5 separate regions of the Mus musculus genome follow, and regions 2, 3, 4 and 5 are each linked to region 1. A link is a contact called in public promoter capture Hi-C data. All regions are on one chromosome and are shown on one strand. The core of a region is the stretch at or near the end of the contact, and the rest is flanking DNA. Distances in the headings are between cores, read along the strand shown. Region 1 holds the start of C030016D13Rik (RIKEN cDNA C030016D13 gene). Region 2 holds the start of Mbl2 (mannose-binding lectin (protein C) 2). Region 3 holds the start of A930007I19Rik (RIKEN cDNA A930007I19 gene). Region 4 holds the start of Ermp1 (endoplasmic reticulum metallopeptidase 1). Region 5 holds the start of Fam122a (family with sequence similarity 122, member A).

Region 1 (2,700 bases), core at 154-2,653:
AATGTAGCCACCTCATGTCCTTTTTTCCAGGTTATGTCCCCTTTGGGAGTTTAAGATTTTCATTATTAGACTGAGGTTATGCTTGGGCCAGGGGAAGGGGTGGCACATGACAGCAAAGAAGTGCTGCTCTCACAGTGACAAAGCTATGCGGCAGTCATGATGATGTTAACCCTGGTCACTTAAAGCACTGTTCACCAAGTTACTAAGCAATCAAATTAACGGCTAATCCAAGAGCAAGACAAGCAAATTAGGTATTCTAGACTGTGCAGCCTTGGGACCCTGAGATAACGTCCTACACAGACCTGAGTCCTCAACACTTCTTGATTATGTATATAACTGGCGTCTTATGCTTAATGTCTGAGACACAATCCTCTGCATTCCACTACAAATTACTATCTTTCTCTCCCTGTCTATTCCTGCTGTATTCAACGGGGACCATCTACTCCACTTCGCAGAGAGAAAACTGGAGCACGGCTCCTGATGTTCACTTCTTTGGTAGTCATCGTGTACCCAACAGTAAGTTATCCTGCAGTCTCCTTAAAGATACCTCTGTCTCTACTACCAACACTCAATGCAAATCATCAAAAATCTCCTTAAGAGAGTCAAGACCTACCATGAGCCTCCCGATCTTTTCTAATAATCCTTCATTATTTTATATGCCTAGGAACACAAAGCAAAATACTTCCCACTACACAAAAATAAAGAGACTCGACACCAAGGCTCCACAGTTCTACCTTCCTCTTTGTCCAGTCCGCGCCTTACTCCTGACTTCCACCTCCGGGACATCCCACTGCCTCTGTTTAAAATACTCTTGCCTCCCATCATGCTTGGCTTATGGATCGCTTCAGTTTTCCCTGCACTGCTCCTATGCACAACGTCTGACACGGGACGAGTGGGCTGACTGTGACTCGCACAGGCCGGAGTTTGACAGCGAAACTTGTTCCTTTAGCTCTACAATAATCAAGTTAACAGAGAGGGCTTAACCCCTGCCCTCGCCAGGGTTCCTCCAACTCCGGGCCAGAGAAGCGGCCAGGTAGACCGTCCCGGAGATGGAGCTGAAGACGCCGCTCGCCCACCACCCCGCAGAGCTCCCCGCTCCCGAGCGGCCGGCGGACACTCGCCCCACACTTCCCGCACCAAACTCTCCACAACACTCACCGCACACGTGGGGCAGAAACTCGCAGAGTTCCGCCACCACCCCCCGCCGCTTCCGCTTCCGCTTCCGCGTTCTGCCCCGCCCCGGATCCGCTGATTGTAGCGTTACGTCCTGGTACTGGGGTCAAGGGGTGGAGCTTAGGAAACACGAAATCCGTAGTTCCTGTTGGTCCATTTTCGCCACACCTCTCGTCTGAGAGGGCTGCATGAGTTTTGGCCCTCGAAGGGATCCGTCCCGTGGAAGACGAGTCCGTGGCTTGGGAAAGTGACGCTTGAGCCTGCAGATTTCTGGGAACGACGCGGGTTCTCGCGAGGGCCACCCAGGTCCTGAAGGAGTTAAAAGACAGCGAAGTCTGCAAGCTGGGTTAGCGTTGGGACAGCTCGCTCGTTAGTGTCTGTTTGCGTCGTTAGTCTAGCCTGGAGGGTAAAAGCTGTACCGGAGTCTCTTCTGTTGTAATCGTGTTTGCCAACACCCATGTCTCCCTTATTTCCCACCCTAGCTGCGAATCTCCGGATAAATTAGATCCCTCGGGAACCATAAGTGTAAAGAACGGAGCACAGTCAAATATTGTGAAAAGCTCTTTCCATAAATGTGTGTGTGGCGTTTTTAATGTAGGCCCGTTCTTGGGCATGCATTTTTTCCCCCACGGTTCCACTTTAGGATATATATTTAAGGTATTACTCCATTTTAGCGAGGAAGCAATAGAAACAAACTTGGTCTTGGGGGCTGCAGAGATGGCTAAGCTGTTTTCTGCTCTTGGAGAGGACTTGGGTTCATTTCCCAGCACCTACATGGCGGCAGTTCCAGGGGATCCCACGTCGCGCCAAACAACAGAACCTTACTGCCTAACTGTTCTGAAATGCAGATGTTAGTTGGTTGAGCAGGGGGCCCTTTTTGAAGCCCCAAGGAGTGAGTGGACGTCCCATGTATCTTCAGCATCTGGTGCTTCAGACGTTCCTTGGCTTATACCTGACTCCTGCCCCTGCCTTTCATTCTCTTCCGTCTTTGTTGTGAGAACACTTGTCAGTTTGTTAAGATAGCTTGCAAATAAGCTTAGAGACTATAATTCCCTGTGGACACTGTCTCTTGTGTCGCTGGTAACACATCTTTAAGTGTTACGGCTCTGTTAGGGGAAGGCTTCAGCTGCTGGGAAAGTTTCCCTGATGCAGGTGTTACAGCTTTGCTCTGGCTCATAGAAAATTTTCCCTGTGACAGTTCTGCTCCAAAAGGTATCCTGGCAGTCAGGAGCCAAGGAATACCACAAAGTCTTGCTGCACAACTAAGCTCAGGCAAGGGATTAATTTGGAGGGAAAAGCTAAGGAGGGTGGTTGCCCTGCTTGGAAGAGAAGCAACAGAGAACTGGGCAGAATTGGGGGATGGGGAAATATATCAGGATTCTGGGGTGGGGGGTTACTTTCCAGGGTGGTCTGGGATTTTATTTTACTTTTTTCTTGTACGGCGAGACCTGGGCTGGGAATGGCTATTACAGCCTTTAAAAGATGACCATTAGGGAAGTCAAGGGCACATGTGTGTGTGGGGGGGGG
Region 2 (2,700 bases), core at 198-2,697, 2.8 Mb after region 1:
TCCCTTGTCGGGTGGATCTCCCATTTTGAGTTCATGGTGACTTCATAGTGTTGAGACTTTTTCTCCCTTTCAGTCCATGTCCCAGATCATTCACACTTTGAAATGTGAAGAAAACTGAATTTAAAGGGATCATGAATAGTCTTTGAAACTCACACGTCTTTTTTATAGTCCTTTTTGAAATCCCCTTCTTTTAAAATCATCTTAATCTCACACAAATTGAGAAATTATCACAGAAAATTCCCATTGTTCCTTCATCTATCATTTACCATAGGTTCTAATATATGACATGTAGAATAAATACCAAGACCACAAAATGGATTGGTACAAAAAAGATAATAAGATACAGATTTTTAGGGGGGTAATTATTTATGTGCCTCTTGTTCTTGTTATTTAATCCTATGAAACAAAAAAAAAAATCATAAGTTTATATAGCAACCATAGTCAAGGTAGATTTTTTTTCTGACCAATAAAACGTTCTGATCATACACCTTTAAATTTATACACTACCCAGAGATCTATGTCAACCAATAATTTGTTCTCCATGGATTTATTAATCATTTCATAGAGTAATACAGTTTATAAACACTTGAAATAGAGCTTTAATTTAAAACAGGACCCATGAGATTTGTCCTTCATTGCATAAATAAGTAATTTTATTTTATTTTTTAGAGTTTTCCATTATATGACATATCAGCTTCTCATTCACAGATGAAGGAGGATTGGGTTGTTTTTAGTATTTTGGGTTAAAAAACTGAAGCTTCCAACTATATGGTATACACACAAATTATTACCTGGCTTCAAAAAAGAATGAAATCATGTGACAGATGAAATTGGAAGACAGTATCCTAAAAATAAGGAACCAGACCCATATGATAATTATCAAATGATTCCAACAATGCATTGTTATCATTACAAACACAGCCTCAGGTAAGAGGACCCTGCAGAACTACTTTAAATAAGATCTTGGTAAGTTTCTCCGAGATGAGAATCATTGAATAGAAGAGGAAGAGCCCAAGGGAAGAGTACTAAAGAGCGAGGATAGCCCAGACTGAAGACTATAGTGTGGAGTCCAGAAGTGTTCTTGCATATCGACAGCAACAGGATCTCTGCTGCCCCTTAGAGTGTATGCATGTGTATGTGAATGGAGTGAGCGTGCACAGAGCATATATATGTGTGTGTTTCTGAATGGCAAGCAAGGAAACTGACATGACTAACCACTTGAACCTGCTTGTTAGGGCAACTTAGTCATGAGAATTAGCAAAATGGGTGTCAGTTGAAGCGGGAAATGGCGCTGCATTAAGGTAGACAGCCATGCTGCACTTACTGCAGGCCTCTGGTGAATCCTCCTAAAAAGCGTATAATACAGTCCCAAAGAGAGTTGTTTATTAATCTGGGGTTGAAGGTCAGCTTGGATTATCTTTTTAAAGTCAGGTTTAGCTCCTCCCTCACTTTGAGGCATCTGTTCTGGTGGAAGAGGAGCTTCCTTGCCTCCTGAGTCTTTGCTGTGCCAAAGCCCTGAAATATCATATCTGGTGAGTGGATTTGGGTTCCTATAGCCAAAGTCTGGGGATCTGATTAAACTCCAGAGGTAAGAGGCACACCAGGCAGAAATCGTGTTGGCGGCAGCACTGTCTCTGCTTGCCTGGACACAGGACAGTTTTCTTAATGATCTGTTTGCAAAGATGACTTTACAAAGACAGTGTCCTGGGATCTAAGACCCTTAGGGCTGGGCTGTTATGATTTCTTAGTAAGGAACAGCTGGAAGAAAACTGGGAAGGATAGATACAATGTTCAAAGAAGGATTCAAGGCAGGTTGTCTAGTTGACAGCAGTTCTGGCATGGGGAAATCTACGAAGTAGAGAGGAATGGACTAGAGAGAAACTGACAGACAGAGAAATTGCTTTCCCCAGCAGCCCTGCCTTGCTGCATGGAAACACACTATTAGGAAGTTCAAGTTCATTCAGGGCTAGGCTAGTAGACTTACTATGCAACTGGGGTCTGACCCTGTCTCTCTTAATCACTAGCCTATAGTTTATTGCTAGAAACGGAGGAAAGCCTATCTAACTGGTTTTGGAGAGAAACCATCTTTTCCAGTGTGAAAATAGGATTGGGGCTGCTGATGGTGGCACACATGTGAGAGCCTTCTGAACATAGTGTCTCCGCTCGTTCTCAACCCCTAGGCCATCAGACACTGGTAAGTTGGAGGTGTGAACTTGTTTGGCTCTCCCTGCCTGCAGTGACACCAGAGACCTGGACACCAGTGACCTCCCTCAGAAGGGCGTCTCCTGCACGTATGCTGTTATGCTTATTTTCGTTAAAATAATAACCACGCAGTATCACAAGGAATGCTTGATTTTCAAAATACCCAAATCCAGACCTCACCTTTAGCGTGACTAATTCACCTGTACAATGTCTGTCCCCAAGTTATAGGACAGAGGCAAGGTTGGTACAAACATACTGAAAAATCCTCCATGATTTTCCTTACCCCCAGGTGAGGAGCATGTCCATTTTCACATCCTTCCTTCTGCTGTGTGTGGTGACAGTGGTTTATGCAGAGACCTTAACCGAAGGTGTTCAAAATTCCTGCCCTGTGGTTACCTGCAGTTCTCCAGGCCTGAATGGCTTCCCAGGCAAAGATGGACGTGACGGTGCCAAGGGAGAAAAGGGAGAACCAGGTGTGCATTAAACTGTTTTCTTTTT
Region 3 (2,700 bases), core at 187-2,686, 2.1 Mb after region 1:
ACGTGAGGTTCAAAGTCATCCAGAGAGTTTGGCTGGAGTGGTGATGGAGGGAGAAAGTGGTGATGGGGGGGGGGTACGGGGGGACAGAAGATTTGAGCACTGGAATTGTTAGCACATTTCACAATGTTAAAGTATGATCTTTGAACCTCAGGTCGGTCTATATTATATAACGTTTCAGTCACAGTGGGTAACACTTAGGGAGATTTACAGTGAGATATTTTACCCATCACTCCCAAGTGAGAAAGGACCAGAGGGTCTCCTCCTCCTGTCCATGTTCAGGCCACTCTCACACTTCACCTTGAGCTGGTCTAAAGACTGCTGGGTCCTTGGAAGGGAGAGCAGTTTTTCTTAGGCCATGTGACCTTGGGCATATCCAGCACTTTAACTAGCGATGATCCAGCACCATCATCTGTGGTTTTCTGTGGAATTAAATCAAAGCATCCTCTTAATTTTTTTGTAGACCTTAGCTGCTACAAAAGATCACAGGAGGAGAATCCCACCCAGAAGCTCACCAGTAAGTGAGGTCAAAAAAAAAAACAATTAAAAATTACTTAGAAACATCTACACTGCCCATGATTGCAGACACACTGGTGAGGCACATGAACACACTGAAGTAGAGGTAGAGCAAACATTCTCAATGGAATTGCAGCACATTTTCACTTCCTCTGCCACGTGTACAACTCTGTCTGAAAAGTACTAGACAACGAAGTTCTTCTATGATTTTATATTGGCAAGGCAGAGACCTCTCTGGACCTCTTGATTTATCCAGCGGGTGTAACTCGGATCATCAAGATTCCGTCCACACAGATGAAAATCTGAAAAATAGTTTTCAGGTCTGCTCTGCTTAAAATATCCCAGGAATGCTGTGTTGGCCTGTGGGACACACCAGGACAGAGATTCTAGGAGATCCTCTGGAAACAAAAGGCTAGTGAGCTGGGACTTTAGTCAACGTCTTCGAAAAGCAAGCGTTAGAACAATTACGGAAAGTTACATTGTTATTAAAATCCGGATTGTTACTTTGTTGTTACTTTTAAACTTTGAAAGAGTTACAAAAAGCTGCAGCTATTTTTAAGGTTCCAGGTCCAAAAGTTGAGCACCCCTTCATTCCTCCCAACCCCCAAATTAAAAACATCAATACGGTATCTCCAGTCTGGATCAACACAAAACCTAAGTCCATTTCTTTTCCTGAACAGTTTACTGGGGCTGCAAAAGACCCCATCTGGCTTCGCCTAGCATTAATAACTAAACAGGCAGACAAGACTGAAGCACTTTAGTGACTGAATAAAGAGCCTGCCTAGAATGTAAGCTCTGTACGGCCAGGGACATCACCAGCTCTCACTTTAAACCGCAGCACACAAAGGATTTGTGGGTACAGACTCGAACCCCAAGCCTTGGAGTCGCAGAGACCCAGCTCCAAGCGCAGCCCGGGAGTCACGTGACGCGCGCTCCGCTCGCCCCGCCCCCTTCAACCCCGGAGGTCGCGCCAATCCAGGGATCGTGCAAGTGGGCCCGGCCGCTCCGATTGTCACTGACTGAGCCTGTCGCCTCATCCCGGTCCCCAGCTCCACGCGCCAGGTCGCCAGCCAGCAAGGCGTCCCGAGCCCTCGACGTCCTGCCCCGCGGCCTGCGTTCTGACGCGGGGCGGTCCGAGGGAGCCGGGCGGAGCCTCCCCGCGCCGTGCGGCGTGCTGACGCGAGCGGCGAGCGGGGCGGGCCGGCCTCGGCTCCTCCCGCCGCGGGCCCACTGGCCGCCCGCCTCCCCCACCCTCGGCCGGTCAGCGTCCCAGACTGCGTCGCGCAGCATCGCGTCGGCCCGGCCCGGCCCGGCCCCCGGGCAGATGCCCCGAGTTGCCGCTGTCGCCGCCGCCGACTCGGCCGGTGGCGGTGTGGGAGGTGGGCGCCTGGCCCGGGGCCGCCGAGCGTGACAGACACGGCCGGGGCCGCCGGGGGGCTGTCGGGGCCGCGCGCGGACCATGTATTTCCTGAGCGGCTGGCCCAAGAGGCTGCTCTGCGCGCCGCGGAGCCCGGCCGAGGCGCCGCTCCACGTCCAGTCTGACCCTCGGAGAGCGTTCTTCGCCGTGCTGGCCCCGGCCCGCCTCAGCATCTGGTACAGCCGAGTAAGTAGGCGCCGGCGTCCCGACTTCCCCCGAGCGGCCCCTGTCCGGTCCCGACTTCCCCAGAGAGGCCCGGATCTAGTCCCGATTCTCCCCGAGCGACCCTGGCCCCGTCCCGACTCCCTCCGAACGACCACCGTCCGGTCCCAACTAACCCCGGGCGAACCCAGAACCATCCTGATCACCCTCCCTATAGTGACCCTGGAACTGGCGCGACTGCCGCCGAGCGACCCCGGACCGGTCCCGACTTCCCCCGAGCGACCCCGGCCAGTCCCGACTCCCTCCGAGGGAGCGACGGCGGTCCCGTCCCAACTAACTACCCCCGAGCGACCCCAGCCGGTCCCGACTTACCCCGAGCGACCCTCGCTCTCGAGTTGGAGCCGCGCGCGGACAGTCTCCACTGCACCCCAGTCCCCGCGTGGCACCCACAGCCGCGCGCCAGGCCTGGAGCTCCCTGGCGGAGCCCAGACTTGCCTGCCTCTCTGCCCCCATTGCCGCCGAGCCAATCTGTTGGAGCGTCCCCCAGCACTCCGGCAGCTGTGGCGTCCCCGCTCCCCCACCCCCCACCCCTGCTTTAAAGGTTGTTG
Region 4 (2,700 bases), core at 164-2,663, 2.2 Mb after region 1:
AATACACCTGAGGTCATTTAAAAAAAAATTGAACCCTTGGCCAGCAGTGGAGGCGCAGGTCTTTAATCCCAGCACCTGGGAGATAAAGGCAGAAGGATTTCTGTGAGTTAGAGGCCAGCCTGGTCTACAGAGGGAGTTCCAGCCAGGGCTACACAGAGAAACCTTATCTCGAAAAATAAACAAGTAAATAAATAGAATAAAAAAAATAAAAAATGGGGCTGGTGAGATGGCTCAGTGGGTAAGAGCACCCGACTGCTCTTCTGAAGGTCCTGAGTTCAAGTCCCAGCAACCACATGGTGGCTCACAACCATCCTTAAGGAGATCTGACTGGTGTGTCTGAAGACAGCTGCAGTGTACTTACATATAATAAATAAATAAATATTTAAAAAAAATAAAAAATAAAATAAAATAAAAAATGTTGAACCCTATACAATCCGTAGTACAGAAGAGCCATAGACCATCTGCGACCTTCAGAAATTACAGGCATAATTCTGTCTGGATGTACTCTGAGTCTCCTTCCACAGCTTTCAGATATGAGGGCTGTGGTGCTTAGAAAGGTTAGCACGCACTACATTACTCCTCTCCCACACCATCCCAGAAAGACTTGGTAATGCAGCCCTGGCACAAAAACCTCACTCTCCATCTCATTTTAAATGCAGAGAACTAACCAAAGTAAAAAGTGGAAGTTGCTCGAGAAAGAGAGGAGAATGATGAAGCGTGTGAACAACCAATCATCTGCAGGAGGAAGAGAGTGGATGAGAAAGCAGACTCAATCGATCTGGCCACCCCAAGAAAGCGAAAGAGGGAGCCGAGGAAGCCCGGAGTACCCGCAATTCAGACCCCCGGAGGACGCGCAGGATCATCCCACTTCCCACCGAGGTGCGCCCAAGGACCCCGGGACTCTGCATACAGCAGCGCCGGCCTCCTCCGCCTGGGGCACAGTGGCGCCGGGCTCACCCGCGCGGGACTCACCCACCAGGCGCTCCCCCACCCCGGGGCCGCAGAGGACTCGCGGCCGGGCCGATCGGCCGTACCTGGCTTGGCGCGCGTCGAACTCGCCCTGGAGCCCCGAGGTCCGGCTCAGCACCAGCCGCTGCAGCGAGAGCTGCACGAGCGCCCGCAGCGCGAGCAGGTAGAGTGCGAGCGCCAGCGCCGTGCGCGCCTCGGACAGCGCGGTCTTCGCAACCCGGCTCCCGCCGCCGTTCTCCGTCTTCCCCCACATCCTCCCGACGCCCTTCGCATCCTCCTGCGCTGAGGCCTCTCTCTGCCGGTGCGACGCGGCCGCCTCTCCCTCCCGACGCTCCGCGGTGCCGCGGTGCCGCCGCACAGCCGCTGACTCCGAGCTCCACTCCATGGCGGCAACTGCCACCACCAACCGCCCCAGCCTGCGACAGTCCGGGCCACCGCGGCCTCCGCAGCGCCTCCTAGTGAGCGGACGGAAACTGCAGAGGGCCAAATTTCTTCTGATTGGCTGGTCCGCCTCGCTGTTCCCTGGTGCCTGAGTCTGAGATCTTTGGTGGCACAGGCTGACACCCAGCCTGGTGCCAGCAGACTGTCAAAGGGAAAAACACCCATAAACCTAGAAATGAGCAGCCCTAAGCAAGAGAGAAGTGCAAGGCCGCTTTAACAGAATACACGAGGCATTTATCCTGCGCTGGGCTGATGAATACTGGGAAAAGGAGGATTCTGCCTACCAAATCAATAAGTAAGACTTCACAACCAGGACTGGACAAAGGTGTAATCCTGGCACTAGGAAGGATGGCCACAGGAGGATCCCTATTTTGTGCCTAGAGTGGAATACATAACAAAGATCCTGTCTTTTAAAAAAAATTTTTTTGGAAAAAAAAAAAAAAGCATTTGTAATCCCAGCACTCAGGATTTACACAAATTAGAGGCCTGCCTGGTCTACGTAGAGAGTTCCAGGCCAACCAGGGCTACAAAGGTGAGCAGCTAGAGGAGGCAGGGAAGGAAGTAGGGAGACACAGAACCCCAATTACCAGGGCTAGTGCTGTTTTCATTTAACAGATAACAATACCTATAATTTAATGAATAGCTGCTGAGTCAAGCAGTGTGCTAAGTACAGACTTTGAAAAGAAAATATTTTCATTCCTATTTAATATTGAAGAACATAAAGACAGCAAATGAAGGACAAATGGGATCCCAAGACAGCCTTCTGCTCTGTTCCGCGGACACACAGGGCACTCTAAAAACAAAGGTTCCGAAGAAATATTCTTTTTTATTAGATATTTCATTTTTTATTAGATATTTTCCTCATTTACATTTCAAATGCTATCCCGAAAGTCCCCTATACCCTCCTCCTGCCCTGTTCCACAACCCACTCACTCCTGCTTCGTGGCCCTGACATTCCCCTGTACTGGGGCATATGATCTTTGCAAGACCAACGGCCTCTCCTCCCAATGATGGCCAACTAGGCCATCCTCTGCTACATCTGCAACTAAAGACACAGTTCTGGGGTGTACTGGTTAGTTCATATTGTTGATCCTTCTATAGGGTTGCAGACCCCTTCAGCTCCTTGGGTACTTTCTCTAGCTCCCGAAGAGATATTCTTGAACTAACAAGATGGATCAGAAGATAAATGTGTCCATCCCTGATTTCCCCCAAGGCCTGACAACCTTTCATTTCCCTACTAGGCCCATGGTGGAAGGAGAACACCAGCTCCCACAAGGTGTCTACTGACCT
Region 5 (2,700 bases), core at 117-2,616, 3.0 Mb before region 1:
TTACTAAACTGAAATTCAACATTTATATTTTCATCAGAACTTAATAATCCCATAAATAAATAGAGCTCTCAATTATTTAAAAAATCAAGGGATAACATATGTATTTAGACATATTAGCAGCGTAAAATGTATGCTTCAACACACTTATTGATAAAAAGTCCGAAAATATTACTACACTGAATTCAAGGGCATCCCCAGGAACCTGACATAGAAATTCTCTAGAATAACATTTCAGGAATTTCCAAAAAGAGGGAAGAGTCAAATAGGAAACGGCTTTAACGTAATCGACAAAGTTCAGTGCTTGCTCTAACTTGATTTTTTTCTTTCTTTTTTTTTTTGTTTGTTTTTGTTTTTTTGTCTCTCCATTGGGGGAGGGGGATTCAAGATGAGTGAGTCACTTTGAGGAAAGTTCATCTACTGGAATAAAGGGGGAGGCTGCTTGGGCGGGCGACACAGGAGAGTCGGTGGTAGTGCTGACTTTCGCTGGTGAGTTACAGGAAGATCCGGCACTGCTGCTGTTTCCATCCAGGGTATCGGAAGATACGCACACACCGGGGTCTGACAGCTGTGCAACGTCAGAAGACAGCATGTTGGTGATGCCCTGGAAAAATCTCTTTGGCTGATAATCAGTTTCCATTTCACATTTTCTTTTCAATGGTCCAAGAACACTTGGTCTAATGCAGTTGATGGGACTCTGGCTTCTCCGGGTGGTAAATCGGGTGGTTGGGCTGGGAATGGGACTTGGAGGCAGTCCGTTGCTACTCACAAAACTTTGCAAGGACGGTGAGAAACACTGCTTCCCAATTCCCCGGGTCGGGGACGGTGCCGGAGACACCGGAATGAAATCGATGCGCTTCGGGGAGGCGGATTTCTCCACGTCGTTGTCACTCAGGCTGAAACTTTCCTCCCAGGAGTGGCTTATCTGCATTGCGGTCTGCACCTCGCGCTCGTGAACGGTCTCTCGGTTGATCAGGTCCATGCCCTCCTCCTGTTTGATCTGGTGCAGGCGGCTGCTGTGCATTCGGACCGGCGAGGCCGGGAGCAGCAGGCCGTGGCGGCTCGGGAACGTCGTGCTGTTCCGTCTGGCGCTGGGCGCCTCGGCCTGGAACACCGGCGACGAGTCGCTGAGGCCGTGGATCAGGGGGGCGCTGTTAGACCTCCGCAGGCCCCCGCCGCCAGGGCCGCCGCCCTCCGCCGGGCTCGCGCCCGCGGGCAACTCCAGGTCCAGCTCCATCTTCTCCTGAGCCATGGCGCGGCCGGGAGGCGGGGGCGGTGCTCAGTCAGGGCCCTGGGACTCCCATTCCCCGCGGCCCAAGGCCGCCGCCGCCGCCGCCGCCTTCGAGAATCTGTCAGCGGGTTCGCGCCTCTGCGCAGGCGTGCCCCTTCGCGCAGGCGCCCTGGCACGCCCGTTCTCGCGGCGCCAGCTTAGTGCGTCATGGCTGCGGCGCCGCGGCGGGGGCAGGGGGCGAGCAGTGGTTGGGCGACTCCAGTGTTCGTTTCTTCCGCAAATAGTCACTGGGCGCGGGCTCGCGGGAAGGCAGGTTACGGAGGCCGGGGCATTGAGAAGTGTATGTGCTTATGAAGCAAGTGTGAGCTCAGAAAGATAGGCCCTTGGTGATGTGGGGCTTCATGATTGAGCTTGGCCCGGCCTGGTGGGCTTCCCAGAGGGAAGTCTGAAGGAGGCCACGGCGGCGCTTTGTAAAACTGGACTGGAAGCAGGGAGCCACTGCTACCCAGCTAGGTGACAGACAGGAACCAGGAGGACAGGGTTGTTAGCCTGATGGTGGACAAGAGCAAGTTCTGGGCTTTTTTTGAGAACAATGAACTCCCGGGCGTTCTCAAGGAAGCATATTAGGGTACAGGAGCAGCCTTTGGCTGAGGTCTGAGGAAGAAGACATGGGATTAGAACCTACAGGGAAAAGGCCAAAGAGGAGGTTGATTTACACTAGGACAGAATCGGGGAGGGCCAAGAGAGAATAGTAGACTTAAGGCGGTTGGGAGGAAGAAGCTTTGTGACATCTTTTTTAAAAAAGTTGTCATATTTCTGCCGTTAACCGTGCACATACTAATGTTCACTTGGTGTGGGAATCCAATGAAAGAAAAAAAAAAGACACATTCATAGATCAACAGATTTTTAGCTTATGTAATTAATACAAAACTTTGTATCTCATTAACAGGGAAGTTGTATGTGTTCATTTATTCAGTCAAGTCTCCTATTCGGGCATACCTACTTACTATGTACCAGGTACTGTGCTAGGAAATGGACTTGTGTGAGGACATTCAGTTTCTACTGGGTGGGAGTGGGGGATGAGAAAATAGGGGACTTTTGGTGGTATGGCTGGAGGTAGAAGTGGGACGGTGTGGTCAAGCACTACCTATATATAGCCCTTGAGGGGCAGTTGGGCAGAGTTCAGTTGTAAATGACAAATCCTGTGGACTGTGGGAGGTGGGGGCAGGGCCGAGTGTTCCAACCAATGCGAAGGGCCAACATACCCACCCGTCTGGGGAAGAACAAGGAAAGAAAAATCAAGAAGGAGACAGGTGACCTGAGAGGTCAACGGACTGAGCGCCCAGTCCTATGATTATAAGTCCCTGAGCAGTATTAGGCAGGGGAATAATAGGCTTGGGCTTTATCTGTTATGGTTTGAGATGGAGTCTCACTAAGTCATTGCTCAGGCTAATCTCAAACTTCTGGGCTCT

What was found. Promoter capture Hi-C pulls out the DNA fragments that hold promoters and counts their contacts. Capture Hi-C pulls out chosen DNA fragments and counts their contacts.
Region 2: a promoter capture Hi-C map of liver shows a contact between it and region 1, with 2.2 times the contacts expected there. A contact is called at or near these places in 2 of 39 promoter capture datasets (both in liver).
Region 3: a promoter capture Hi-C map of liver shows a contact between it and region 1, with 4 times the contacts expected there. A contact is called at or near these places in 7 of 39 promoter capture datasets (the 3T3-L1 cell line, 3T3-L1-derived adipocytes, cranial neural crest and 4 more), 3 of 484 Hi-C or Micro-C datasets (the N1E-115 cell line, muscle stem cells and palatal mesenchyme), 4 of 130 datasets of targeted methods (astrocytes, embryonic limb bud, forebrain and 1 more) and 1 of 9 other capture datasets (adipose tissue).
Region 4: a contact with region 1 is called in a promoter capture Hi-C map of adipose tissue, with 3 times the contacts expected there. A contact is called at or near these places in 1 of 39 promoter capture datasets (pre-B cells) and 2 of 9 other capture datasets (adipose tissue and liver).
Region 5: a promoter capture Hi-C map of liver shows a contact between it and region 1, with 5 times the contacts expected there. A contact is called at or near these places in 3 of 39 promoter capture datasets (the C10 cell line, liver and pre-B cells), 3 of 484 Hi-C or Micro-C datasets (CD4 T cells and CD8 T cells) and 1 of 9 other capture datasets (liver).

What each region holds. Positions count from the first base shown.
Region 1 is chr19:27,428,634-27,431,333 of GRCm38.p6, forward strand. It overlaps C030016D13Rik (RIKEN cDNA C030016D13 gene), which reads left to right and starts at 1,404. Exons shown (of 1, transcript NR_027987.1): 1 at 1,404-2,700. It overlaps Pum3 (pumilio RNA-binding family member 3), which reads right to left and starts at 1,275. Exons shown (of 18, transcript NM_177474.5): 1 at 1,159-1,275.
Region 2 is chr19:30,231,481-30,234,180 of GRCm38.p6, forward strand. Mbl2 (mannose-binding lectin (protein C) 2) reads left to right here and starts at 1,448. Exons shown (of 6, transcript NM_010776.2): 1 at 1,448-1,532; 2 at 2,181-2,291; 3 at 2,492-2,675. The coding sequence starts at 2,501.
Region 3 is chr19:29,520,551-29,523,250 of GRCm38.p6, forward strand. A930007I19Rik (RIKEN cDNA A930007I19 gene) reads right to left here and starts at 1,437. Exons shown (of 4, transcript NR_015567.3): 1 at 1,340-1,437; 2 at 298-419. It overlaps Ric1 (RAB6A GEF complex partner 1), which reads left to right and starts at 1,732. Exons shown (of 26, transcript NM_001081319.1): 1 at 1,732-2,116. The coding sequence starts at 1,973.
Region 4 is chr19:29,647,002-29,649,701 of GRCm38.p6, forward strand. It overlaps Ermp1 (endoplasmic reticulum metallopeptidase 1), which reads right to left and starts at 1,414. Exons shown (of 15, transcript NM_001081213.2): 1 at 1,035-1,414. The coding sequence starts at 1,354.
Region 5 is chr19:24,476,108-24,478,807 of GRCm38.p6, forward strand. It overlaps Fam122a (family with sequence similarity 122, member A), which reads right to left and starts at 1,367. Exons shown (of 1, transcript NM_026520.3): 1 at 1-1,367. The coding sequence starts at 1,249. The coding sequence ends at 395. All of the region lies in intron 1 of Pip5k1b (phosphatidylinositol-4-phosphate 5-kinase, type 1 beta), which reads right to left.